Regions from separate parts of the Sus scrofa genome. Here region 1 is linked to region 2. The links are chromatin contacts, called in public Hi-C maps. All regions are on one chromosome and are shown on one strand. Each heading gives the region's core, a stretch centred on a gene start, on an enhancer-like site or on the middle of the called end of the contact. The rest is flanking DNA. Distances are from core to core; before and after follow the strand shown. Region 1 holds the start of TUBB2B (tubulin, beta 2B class IIb). Region 2 has its middle 19 kb from the start of RIPK1.

The links. Hi-C and Micro-C count contacts between places; a contact is called where the count stands out from the background.
Region 1: a Hi-C map of retroperitoneal adipose tissue shows a contact between it and region 2, with 3 times the contacts expected there. The contact joins the promoter of TUBB2B here to the enhancer-like site in region 2. A contact is called at or near these places in 2 of 5 promoter capture datasets (fetal liver and liver) and 13 of 47 Hi-C or Micro-C datasets (alveolar macrophages, embryonic fibroblasts, fetal heart ventricle and 8 more).

What each region holds. Positions count from the first base shown.
Region 1 is chr7:1,953,825-1,958,951 of Sscrofa11.1, forward strand. It overlaps TUBB2B (tubulin, beta 2B class IIb), which reads right to left and starts at 1,956. Exons shown (of 4, transcript NM_001243434.1): 1 at 1,789-1,956; 2 at 886-994; 3 at 515-625; 4 at 1-180. The coding sequence starts at 1,845.
Region 2 is chr7:1,819,624-1,825,087 of Sscrofa11.1, forward strand. No RefSeq gene overlaps it. Among named protein-coding and RNA genes, the nearest start is that of RIPK1, 19 kb to the right of the region's middle. Within about 2 kb of position 4,113, at least 29 of the 83 cell types and tissues checked have an H3K27ac peak or open chromatin away from gene starts, as enhancers often do. A contact at or near this core is called in embryonic fibroblasts, fetal liver and retroperitoneal adipose tissue, where this site is marked.

The sequences.
Region 1 (5,127 bases), core at 706-3,205, 130 kb after region 2:
TGATGAGCAGGGTGCCCATCCCCGAACCCGTGCCGCCCCCCAGCGAGTGGGTCAGCTGGAAGCCCTGCAGACAGTCACAGCTCTCTGACTCCTTCCTGACCACGTCCAGGACCGAGTCCACCAGCTCGGCGCCCTCTGTGTAGTGGCCCTTGGCCCAGTTGTTGCCGGCACCGCTCTGGCCTGCCAGGGGGAGAGTCCTCATAAGCCATTGATGATTGCATTACATTCCTCTTTACCTTAATCCCCATAATATAACCCAATGAGTCAGCCTCAGATAAGATTTTTTCAGGTTATAACGAAACTGGCTAGACATGAAAATACTCGGTCATGGACATAATATAAATAAGAAGGGTTAGGAACTGGGCATTAGAGATTCAAAGGCATTTAGTTTCAGCTCATATTAAGACAAAATCGACACACAACTCCATACTTTCTCTACGGCAGACACGCCCCTCCACCCTGAGCTGTCCAACATAAAATGACCCAACATGCCATCACCATGTCAGCCACTCACCAAACACGAAGTTGTCGGGCCTGAAGATCTGGCCGAAGGGTCCAGACCTGACCGAGTCCATGGTGCCCGGCTCCAGATCCACCAGGATGGCCCGGGGCACATACTTGTTACCTGTGGGGACAGAGCTGGACATAGACCTGCAGGCAGAGAGCTCTGAAGAGGAGGGCGTCTTGCAGGCACTGCGGTCGCCCCCAAACAAAGAAGGACCTGGGAGGTCTGGATTCTCAAAGGGACGCCCACTGGAAACCCGCAGTTAAAGAGCGAGAGCCCTAAATCGGTTAGTCCACCCTCCCTCCCCTCGGGCCACGTTCCCAGGGGCCACCTTCCTGGGGTCAGGCCCCCGGGGAGAGGGGGCGTGGAAAGACACTCACCAGTGGCTTCATTGTAGTACACGTTGATCCTCTCCAGCTGCAAGTCACTGTCGCCATGGTAACTGCCAGTGGGGTCGATGCCATGCTCGTCGCTGATGACCTCCCAAAACTGAAACGCAGAAAACGGTGGTGCTGAGCCACGCCCCACGGCGCAGAGAGGCGGGGACTCAAGGCGAAGCCCGGACCAGCCACCTTGCAGGGCTTCGGGGCAGCCCAGCCCGGCACAGCCGCAGGGTTTGCATTTTGCAGGGTCACTGGGTAGAAAATGGGCGTTTCCCGGGCGAACAGCTGCTCGCGGCAGGAGGTGGGGGTGTCTCGGCAACTGTAAGGCCGGCACTAGCGGCGGCGAGAGGCGGCGGCCGGGGCTCAAGTGGCGCCGAGGGGGTGGGAGGGGTAGAGGGACCAGAGGGAGCTGAAGCGGGGGGGGGGGGGGACGGGGCGATTTTAGATTCATAGCACATCCCGAGGCTTAAGGCGATCGCTCTCCTCTGACGATCGCTCCCCTCCTCCCCCCGCAGCTCGACTCGGGTTCCAGCGAGTAAAATCAATTTTCCCGGCGTCGGGGCCCCGCCCGTAGGCGGGCGCGCGCAGCCTTGCGGACACACCCGCGCGCTCTCCAGGCCCGCGTGCCGGGCTAAGCGAGGAGCAAGGAGGAAGGGGAGGCCGAGGGACCGGGATTCCAAACGAGTTACCGCAGAAAGTTAAGAAAGGTTCCTCCCCCGCCCCCGCCAAAGTCGCCTCCAGGTCCACGCCCCTCTCGGCGGCACAAAGCAGCCAGGAAAGTCTGCGTTCAGAGGGCCCGGGGCCTGCTCGGGACGACGCGCGGCGCCCAGAACCCCGAGGGCGTTAAGCCCGGGTCCCCGCCCCCACCCCGCCCCCGCCCCGGGGGTCCCCAGCGCCCACCTTGGCGCCGATCTGATTGCCGCACTGGCCCGCCTGGATGTGCACGATCTCACGCATGGTGCTAGCTCGCTTCTTCCGGCCCCGGTCGGCGTCTGGTCACTCTGTCCGTCCTCCCTACACACCCACGGCGGGGTCACCAGGAACGCGCTCGGGAACCGACCGGCTGAGAGCGCCTGCCCAGCGGGCTCGGCCTTTTATGCGAGGAGGCTGGGCCCGCCCGCGCAGGCCGCGCCCCCAACCCGAGCCCCCCAGTCCCCTTCGCGCTAGCTCTCTCCAGGTCCCGCTGACGTAATGCTCCGAGCCCCAGGGACCGTCCGGGGGGCTGGACTACGGGCCCGCGGCCAATCAGCGCAGGCTGGCGGACCGGCGAGGAGTGGGGGCTGCGGGGAGTGGGGGGCGGGGGGGCGTGCGCATTGTCTGGAACTGGAGGGGATGTGGAAAAGCTGGGCACTGAGAATTGGGGGTGGGGGAAGAGGCAAGGGTGACCCGTGTGGCAGGCCGGGTGTGTGTGTGTAGGGGGCAGGTGGCACTGGACGGGTGGGTGCAGGGGAACTGGAGCAGGTGGAGAGGCCATCAGGTGCGCTGGAAAGGAGGCTCTGTGCGCCGGGCGCTGGCAGGTGGTAGGGCTGGGTGGCGCAGGTTTCCATACCCGCGCGGATTGCGGCATCGCCTCCGCCAAGGGCGGGAGGTCCCTAAGCCACCCTCCCTGGTGAGACCACTGACCCTTTCCCCAACCATTAGAAGCCAAGGGCTGTCCGGCGCCCGAACCTCGATCACACAGAGTCTTGGGAGAGGGCAGGCGGCCCCGGGAGGAAGTCTTGCGTGATCAGGGTGTTCGGATCTGAAGAGCCGTGACCCAAGAGCCTCAGGGTGCCCTCCGCCCTCGGCCCTCCCCCCACCCACAGCCGCGCATCCTCTCTTTTGTCTCTGTCAAGGGCCTCTTGCTCCCTTTCTCTGGGGCGGCAGCATCGGGGGAGGGGCGACCTCGGCGCCTCCTTCGCCCTGCCCGACCCTCTCCGGGAGTCCATAGCTCCCCGACTGGTGCCTAGGACCCCTCCATCCCTTGGGTCGGCTTTTGTCCTTAGGAGTGGATGCGGTGGGTGTGGCTGGCCGCGCAGGGTGGACTGTCCAGCAGTCGGAAGAGGGTGGGGTTCGGGAGGCGGGGCTGCGGCAGAACAAAGAACTCGGAAATGTGTGGGTTACATCCCACAACTGAGTAGTTAAAAATCACACCCCAGGCGCTCTCCAGTCTGGGTTCGGTTCATCTATTGTCCATTAAGGGGCTGGGTTCCTCGGAGGTTCTCGCCTGAGCCCGCCGCTAGCATTCACATCTTCCACCAGGCGCAGGACCCCGAGGCGGCCACGAGGTCCTCAACCTTCGTGCTGCTGGTGCGGGTGAGGGACACGCCTGAAAACTGCAGCACCGCGAGGGAGAGGCCCCCCGAGACCCTGACACGCACACAGTGCGCGTGCGCAGAGGCGCAGCCTCACACTCCAAACCCGTAGTATCCAGGGAGTCCAAGGAGCTGGTCTCTTTGTTACCTTCGTGTGTGTGTGTGTGTGTGTGTGCGCGTGAGAAAGAGGAGAGAGAGCGCGCTGCAACCTGGCCCCCGCAGTTCCCTAGGTGAGGCGCCCCCTCCCCTACCCCGCCTCTTGACGGGTCATCTGGGAGGTGACGCGACCCCTTTTCATCCCCAGGCGAGAGGGGCCGAACGACCCGGGTTCCTGCGGCAGAGAGGAGCCCACAGCTGTTGCCCGAGACCCTCCCAGAACTGTCAGCAAACTGTCGCCGCCTCCCTTTCCCTCTGGGGGTGGAAGAGGGGCTTTCAAGCCACTTCCAGGGCACAAAGAGGGGCCGAGAGAACAAAAGCACAGCCGCCCCCGAACACCCATTGCGCCGGGACTGCAGCTCGGGGCAGAGGTTCCAGCCGCTGCTGCCGGCGTGAAGGTTGGGAGGGGTCGGGCGAGGGGCAGAGCAGCGCCCACGTGCCCTGGCTCCAGGGACACGGGGCCTGACGCGGAGTTTCTAATCCAGCTCCCACTGCTGCAGAGGGGTCGAGCTTGAGCCGTGTCAAGGGTCACACAAGCTAAAGACTCGGCTCAGGTCGGAGTCCCCGTTGCCGCGCGCCCAGCCCTCGGGAAGGTGACCGCGTCCAGGGGAAAGGGCGGTGGCTGGTGTCAGCACCTGGGGGTGGCGGCTCCCGTGGGTCGGAACCGCGGGGAAGAAGCCAAGCGGGGGCCGCGCCCGCCCCCCTAGTGCCGAGGCGCGCCGAGGTGAGCCCCGGCTGGGCCCAGAGGGCCGCCCGCGCGCCGCGCTCCAGGGGATCAGCTCCGCGCCGGCCGCCTGAGCCCCGCCAGCTCCCTCACCCAGCGGTTTCTGTCTCAGCTCCTGTTTCACAGGCAGATCTCCGCGGAGCGCCCGGGGTGGAAAGGCGTGTTCAAGATTTTGTGCATAAAGGACCCCTTCCTCTCGGGTTTCTTTCAGGGCAAGAGGCTTGGGGTAGGGCGAGGCTGGAACTCATCCTTCCAAAAGCCAGGATGCCCCTTGGGCACTCTGCGCTTTCGGCTCAGGATCTGCTTTCCCTTCATTCCTTTTGTCCACACAGTCCTGCATCCCTGCCCTTCTGAGCTGGCATTCTCCCTAACGGCTCCACGCCCCCTCCCCAGTTTGGCAGTGCGACACTGCGCATTGTAATTTGCACAGGGAGCTGGTTCTGCCTCGGAAGAGTAGGCGCTGATGACGGCCAAGTCTTTCCCTGAGGTGTTCGGTTTATCTGCCGACCCTCTTGCTCTTACCCCGTGTAGCTCCCACAAAAGAGGCTGGTGAGGGGCTTGGGGGGGTGGAATTCGCTCTCATTGGGTCCTCCAGCAGTTCTTTCGGTCTGTTTGTTACACATAATTGCTCTCCATCTAGGTCATTGTATATCAGACATGTAGGTGTCAGAATAAGCTGTTTCATCGTCACTTAACATGCTAGTCATTTAAGTGATGCGCCGCCATTTTCAAGTGCTCCCTTCCTGAGACCACTGTAAAAATAGCACCGTGTGAAATAAAATCCAGCTGTTGTCTTATGCAGGACTGGCTTGCGGCTGAGGTAAATAAGATACCCTCTAAGCTATTACAATTGTATTTGGCCTCACACTTTTCAGAGAATTTTCACTGGCAAATACTGGAGTGACTCTGCGCTTATCCCTTTCACAAAGAGTCACTGGGTTAATTTATTGAGGACGTCTGCTAGAAGGGGGGTATTACATAGCTGATTTGGTAGTGCATTTTTAAAGCATTGTTTTCTTAAAGCAAAATGTATATATTGACACAGACTGAAATTGCCAGCCTTCT
Region 2 (5,464 bases), core at 2,863-5,362:
CTCTTTCTTTCTTTCTTTCCTCTCTCTCTCTCTTTCTTTTCTTTTCTTTTCTCTCTTTCTTTCTTTCTCTTCTTTCTTTCTCTCTCTCTTTCTTTTTCTTTCCTTCTGTCCTTCCTCCCTCCCTCCCTTGCTCTTTCTTCCTTCCTTCCTCCTTTGGCTGTGCCCTCAGCAGGTGGAAATTCCTAGGCCAGGATTGAACCTACATGACAGCAGCAACCCAGCAGCTGCACCTGCAGTGCCAGATCCTTAACCCGCTGCGACCCAGGAGAGCCCCAACAGCACAGTGTTTTGATCCCTGTGGCTTGGTGGTACTGTCTGATGTCTGGGAGAGTGGTGCCTCCTGCTGTTTTGTTGTTGTTGTTGTTGTTCTCTCCTCAGTGTTGCTTTGGCAGTTCTGGGTCTTTCATGGTTGCATATAAATTTTTGGATTGTCTGTTCTGGTTCTGTGAAAACTGCCATGGGTAATTCGATAGAGATCACGTTAACTCTGCAGATTGCTTTGGGTGGCATGGCCATTTTAACAATATTAATTCTTCCAACCCAGGAGCACAGGAAATCTCTCCATTTCTTCAAATCCTCTTTAGTTTCCTTGATTAATGTTTGGTAGTTTTCACCTCCTTGCCCAGGTTTATACTTATGTCTTTAATTTGGGAGGGGGTGCAATTTTGAAAGGTTTTTTAATATTCCTTTTCTAATATTTCATTGTTACTATACAAAAATGAAACCAATTTCTGAATGTTAATCTTTTTTTTTTTTTTAGTCTTTTTGCCTTTTTCTAGGGCCGCTCCCCGCGGCATATGGAGGTTCCCAGGCTAGGGGTCAAATTGGAGCTGTAGCCACCGACCTACACCACAGCCACAGCAACGCGGGATCCCAGCCGCATCTGCAACCTACACCACAGCGCACAGCAACGCCGGATCGTTAACCCACTGGGCAAGGCCAGGGATGGAACCCTAGTCGGATTCGTTAACCACTGCGCCACAACAGGAACTCCCTGAATGTTAATCTTGTATCCTGCTACTCTGCTTAATTCGTTTATCAGATTGAGTAGTTTTTAATTACTTGCTGTGGCTGCAGCTGTAGTTCTTTTTTTTTTTTTTTTTTTTTTGTCTTTTTGTCTTTTTTTTGTTGTTGTTGTTGCTATTTCTGGGCCGCTCCCACGGCATATGGAGGTTCCCAGGCTAGGGGTTGAATCGGAGCTGTAGCCACCAGCCTACGCCAGAGCCACAGCAACGCGGGATCCGAGCCGCGTCTGCAACCTACACCACAGCTCACGGCAACGCCGGATCCTTAACCCACTGAGCAAGGGCAGGACCGAACCCGCAACCTCAGGGTTCCTAGTCGGATTCGTTAACCACTGCGCCACGACGGGAACTCCAGCAGCTGTAGTTCTGATTTGACCCCTAGCTGGGAACTTCCATATGCCGCAAATGTGGCCCTAAGAAGCAAAAAAAAAAAAAAAAGTTTTAGTGCATCTAAGTCACTAAGTAATTAGTGACAATTTTCTCTTCCCTTCCAATTTGGATACATTTTACTTCTTTGTCTTATCTGATTCCTGTGGCCAGGACTTCCAATTTTATATTGAATAAAAGCAGTGAGAGCGTTCCAGATTTTAGTGGGAAGGCTTTCAGCTTTTCTCCATTGAATATTATATTGGCTGTGGATTTGTCATAAATGGTTTTTAGTTATGTTGAGATATATTCCCTCTAAACCCACTTTGGCAAGAGTTTTTATCATGAATGGATTTCGGATTTTGTCAAATGCTTTTTGAGGAATTCCCATCATGGTGCAGCGGAAACGAATCCGACTAGGAACCATGAGGTTGCGGGTTCGATCCCTGGCCTCACTCAGTGGGTTAAGGACCCGGTGTTGCCGTGAGCTGTGGTGTAGGTTGCAGACACGGGGTGGATCTGGCGTTGCTGTGGCTGTGGTGTAGGCCGGCAGGTATAGCTCCCATTAGACTCCTGGCCTGGGAACCTCCATATGCCACGGGTGTGGCCCTAAAAAGACAAAAAGGCAGGGAGTTCCCTTCATGGCTCAGTGGTTAACAAACTTGAGTAGGATCCATGAGGCCGAGGGTTTGATCCCTGGCCTTGCTCAGTGGGTTAAGAATCCGGTGTTGCCATGAGCTGTGGTGTAGGTTGCAGACGTGGCTTAGATCCCATGTTGCTGTGGCTGCAGCTGTAGCTCTGATTTGACCCCTAGCCTGGGAACTTCCATATGCCGCAAATGTGGCCCTAAAAAGCAAAAAAAAAAAAAAAAAAAAAAAGGTTTTCGTGCATCTATTGAGATGACCATGTGGTTTTTGACTTTTCTTTTGTTAGTGCGGTACATGACATGGATAGATTTACATATGATGAACCATCCTTGGGAACCTGGGATGAAGGTTGTGGTGTATGATTTTTTTTATGTGTTGTGGGATTAGGTTAGCTAAAGTTTTGTTGAGAATTTTTGCATCTATATTCATCAAAGACACTGGCCTATAATTTTATTTTTTGATAGTATCTTTGTCTGGTTTTTGTATTTGGGTGATGGTGGCTTCATAGCATGTCTTTGGGGTCACTCCTTCTTCTTTAATCTTTTGGAAGGGTTTAAGAAGGAGGGCTATGAGTTCTTCTCTGTATGTTTGTTGAATTTGTCTGTGAAGCCATCTAGTCCTGGACTTTTGTTTGTAGAAAGTGTTTTCAGTACATATTGAATTTCATTCCTAGTGATCATTCCGTTCAAATTATCTATTTCTTCTTGATTCAGTTTTTGTGAGCTGTATGTTTCTAGAAATGTGTCCATTTCTTTTAGGTTGTCACATTTGTTGGCATATAATTGTTCATAGTATTCTTTTATGCTTGTTTTCATTTCTGCAGTATCTGTTGAGATTTTTCCCTTTTCATTTCTTTTCTCTCTCTCTCTTCTTTTTTAATGGCTGCACATGGAGATTCCCAAGCTAAGGGATGATTCAGAGCTGTAACTGCCAGCCTACACCACAGCCACAGCAACACGGGATCCAAGTGTGTCTGCGTGCGACCTACCCACAGCTCAAGACAACACGGGATCCTTTAGCCCACTGAGTCAGGCCAGGGATCAAACCCCTGTCTTCATGGATACTGGTTGGGTTCGTTACCGCTGCACCACGGAGGGAATCTCCTCATTTCTTATTTTTTTAATTTGGCTTCTCTCTCTCTTCTTCTTGGTGAGACTGCCCAGGGGTTTGTCAGTTTTTTTTACCCTTGTGTTTATTTTTTCCTATTTTTTTTTTGTTTGTTTGTTGTCTTTTTGCCTTTTCTAGGGCCACTCCTGCGGCATATGGAGGTTCCCAGGCTAGGGGTCGAATTGGAGCTGTAGCCGCTGGTCTACACCACAGCCACAGCAACACCAGATCTGAGCTGCGTCTGCAACCTACACCAGAGCTCACGGCAACGCTGGATCCTTAACCCACTGAGCAAGGCCAGGGATCGAACTTGCAACCTCGTGGTACCTAGTTGGATTCATTAACCACTGAGCCACGACGGAAACTCCTTAATTTTTCCTTTTTTTAATTTCTATTTTATTGTTTTCCTCTCTGATCTTTATGTATCTGATCTCCGCGGGTCGGGTAGGCGGCTTCCGGGGCTGGCGGGGGGGGGGGGGTCCTTTCCTCTTTCACAGCTCCCCCTCCAGAGTGCTGGTCCCGTCCTGATTGCTGTTTTTCTCCTCTCTCTCTCTCTTTTTTTTCTACCCACCTATGTGGAGGGTTTCTTGCCCTTTTGGGGTCTGAAGTCTTCTGCCAGCGGCCAGCGGATGTTCTGTGCGAATCGTTCTACCTGTAGACGTGGTTTCGTGGGCGAAGGGGAGCGCCACGCCTGCTCCTCCACCGTCTTGATCCCACTTCCTGGCTGATAGGTTTATGTCGTGGTGTTGGATCCAAAAAATCGCATGCCCTGGGGAACTAGGAGAGAGGACCCCCCCACCCCGCCCCGCCGTGAGGCCCCTGATTGCTGTAAAGGGAGAGGGGGAAGGAAATCAGGCTTTCAGGTTCCCAGGCCCCCTGCAGCCCCCAGGCCTGTTCCGGAGGCAGGAGGGATCTTTCGGGTCGTCGTTAGAGTCGATGGCCACGAGAGGGCGACAGAGCCCGCCTGGTGCTCCACGTGGGCCCTTCCAGGCTCAGAGCCGGGTTTCCAGGCAGGGAAGGGGGCACAGAGCATGTGACCAGCGAGGGGGTTGCTTGCAGGCCCCTCTGGGCCCCCTTTCCATTGTCTTCCTTGAGAGAGGGGACCGAACTCTGCTCAGACCCGCTGACTTTTTCCGGCGTCCAGACACCGGGACCGACCGCCCGGGGTCCGACCAGCACGTGACGTCACAGTCAGACCTCTGAGCTCGAGACACCGGCTTGAGCCACTGGCGTGCGGTTCTCCGCAGGCAGCCTCGCAGGGCCTTTGGCACCTGGGAAGCTCAGCTGATGCTCCTGAATGCGGCTTGCGGAGAAGCTGAGAGTTTGGTGTCGGTCCTCATCCCTGCCTGCGCACTCTCTCCCTCAGAGATTTCTTGTTCCTTCGGAGACCTTCCCCCCCCCCCCCCCGTCCTTGACCTCTGGGGGTCAAGTCCGTGAATTCAGTGGGACGCTGATGGGCTTCAAGCCCGTTCAGTGCCGAGGAGCGGGTGTGGCGGATCGGCGTGGGGAAGCGGTGTTGGGACGGGGGTCCTGGGGTCCTGGATCTCTTTCAGAGGGAAGTTTTCCCCTCAGTAAGGCTCCATCACTCTGAGAAGGATTGGAGGAAGGAAGTCAGCCTCTCAGGTGTTCAGGCCCATTCATTGCAGCCCCTGCCCTTGCTCAGGGGGCGGCTGAGGGAAGGGCCGGAAGAGGGCGCTCGAGCACAGAGGCCGCCTGGTGCCCCCGCTGTGCGCTCAGAGCTGGGCTTTGAGGTGGGCAGGAGGAGCGCCAAGGGTGTGTGTGACTCTGCAGGAGGGTAAGTGAGGGTGTGCCTCCGATTCTGCGGCTTAAATTGCTTGCATGATACAGGGAACTTAGTCCCACGTTCACATCCAGGGGTCCATGCGAGACGGATAGACGGAACGTTTTCTTTTTCTTTTTCTTTTTTAAGGAAACCCCAGACAGTTCTCCATGGTGGTTGTACCAATGTACTGTTTCCTACAGCAGTGCAGGAGGGTTCCCTTTTCCTCCACAACCTCTTCGGCGTGTATTTATTATTTATCAAAACTTTTTTTTTTTTTTTTTTTTGGTCCTTTTTAGGGCCGCACCGGCTGCATATGGAGGTTCCCAGGCTAGGGGTTGAATCGGAGCTGCAGCTGCTGACCTACACCACAGCCACAGCAACGCCGGATCCTTAACCCACCGAGCGAGGCCGGGGATCAAACCTGCAACCTCATGGTTTACTAGTCGGATTTGTTAACCACTGAGCCACGACAGGAACTCCAACATATTTTTCAATGGCCAGAGAAGTGGACCAACTTTCTGAATGTGGCTGTCATT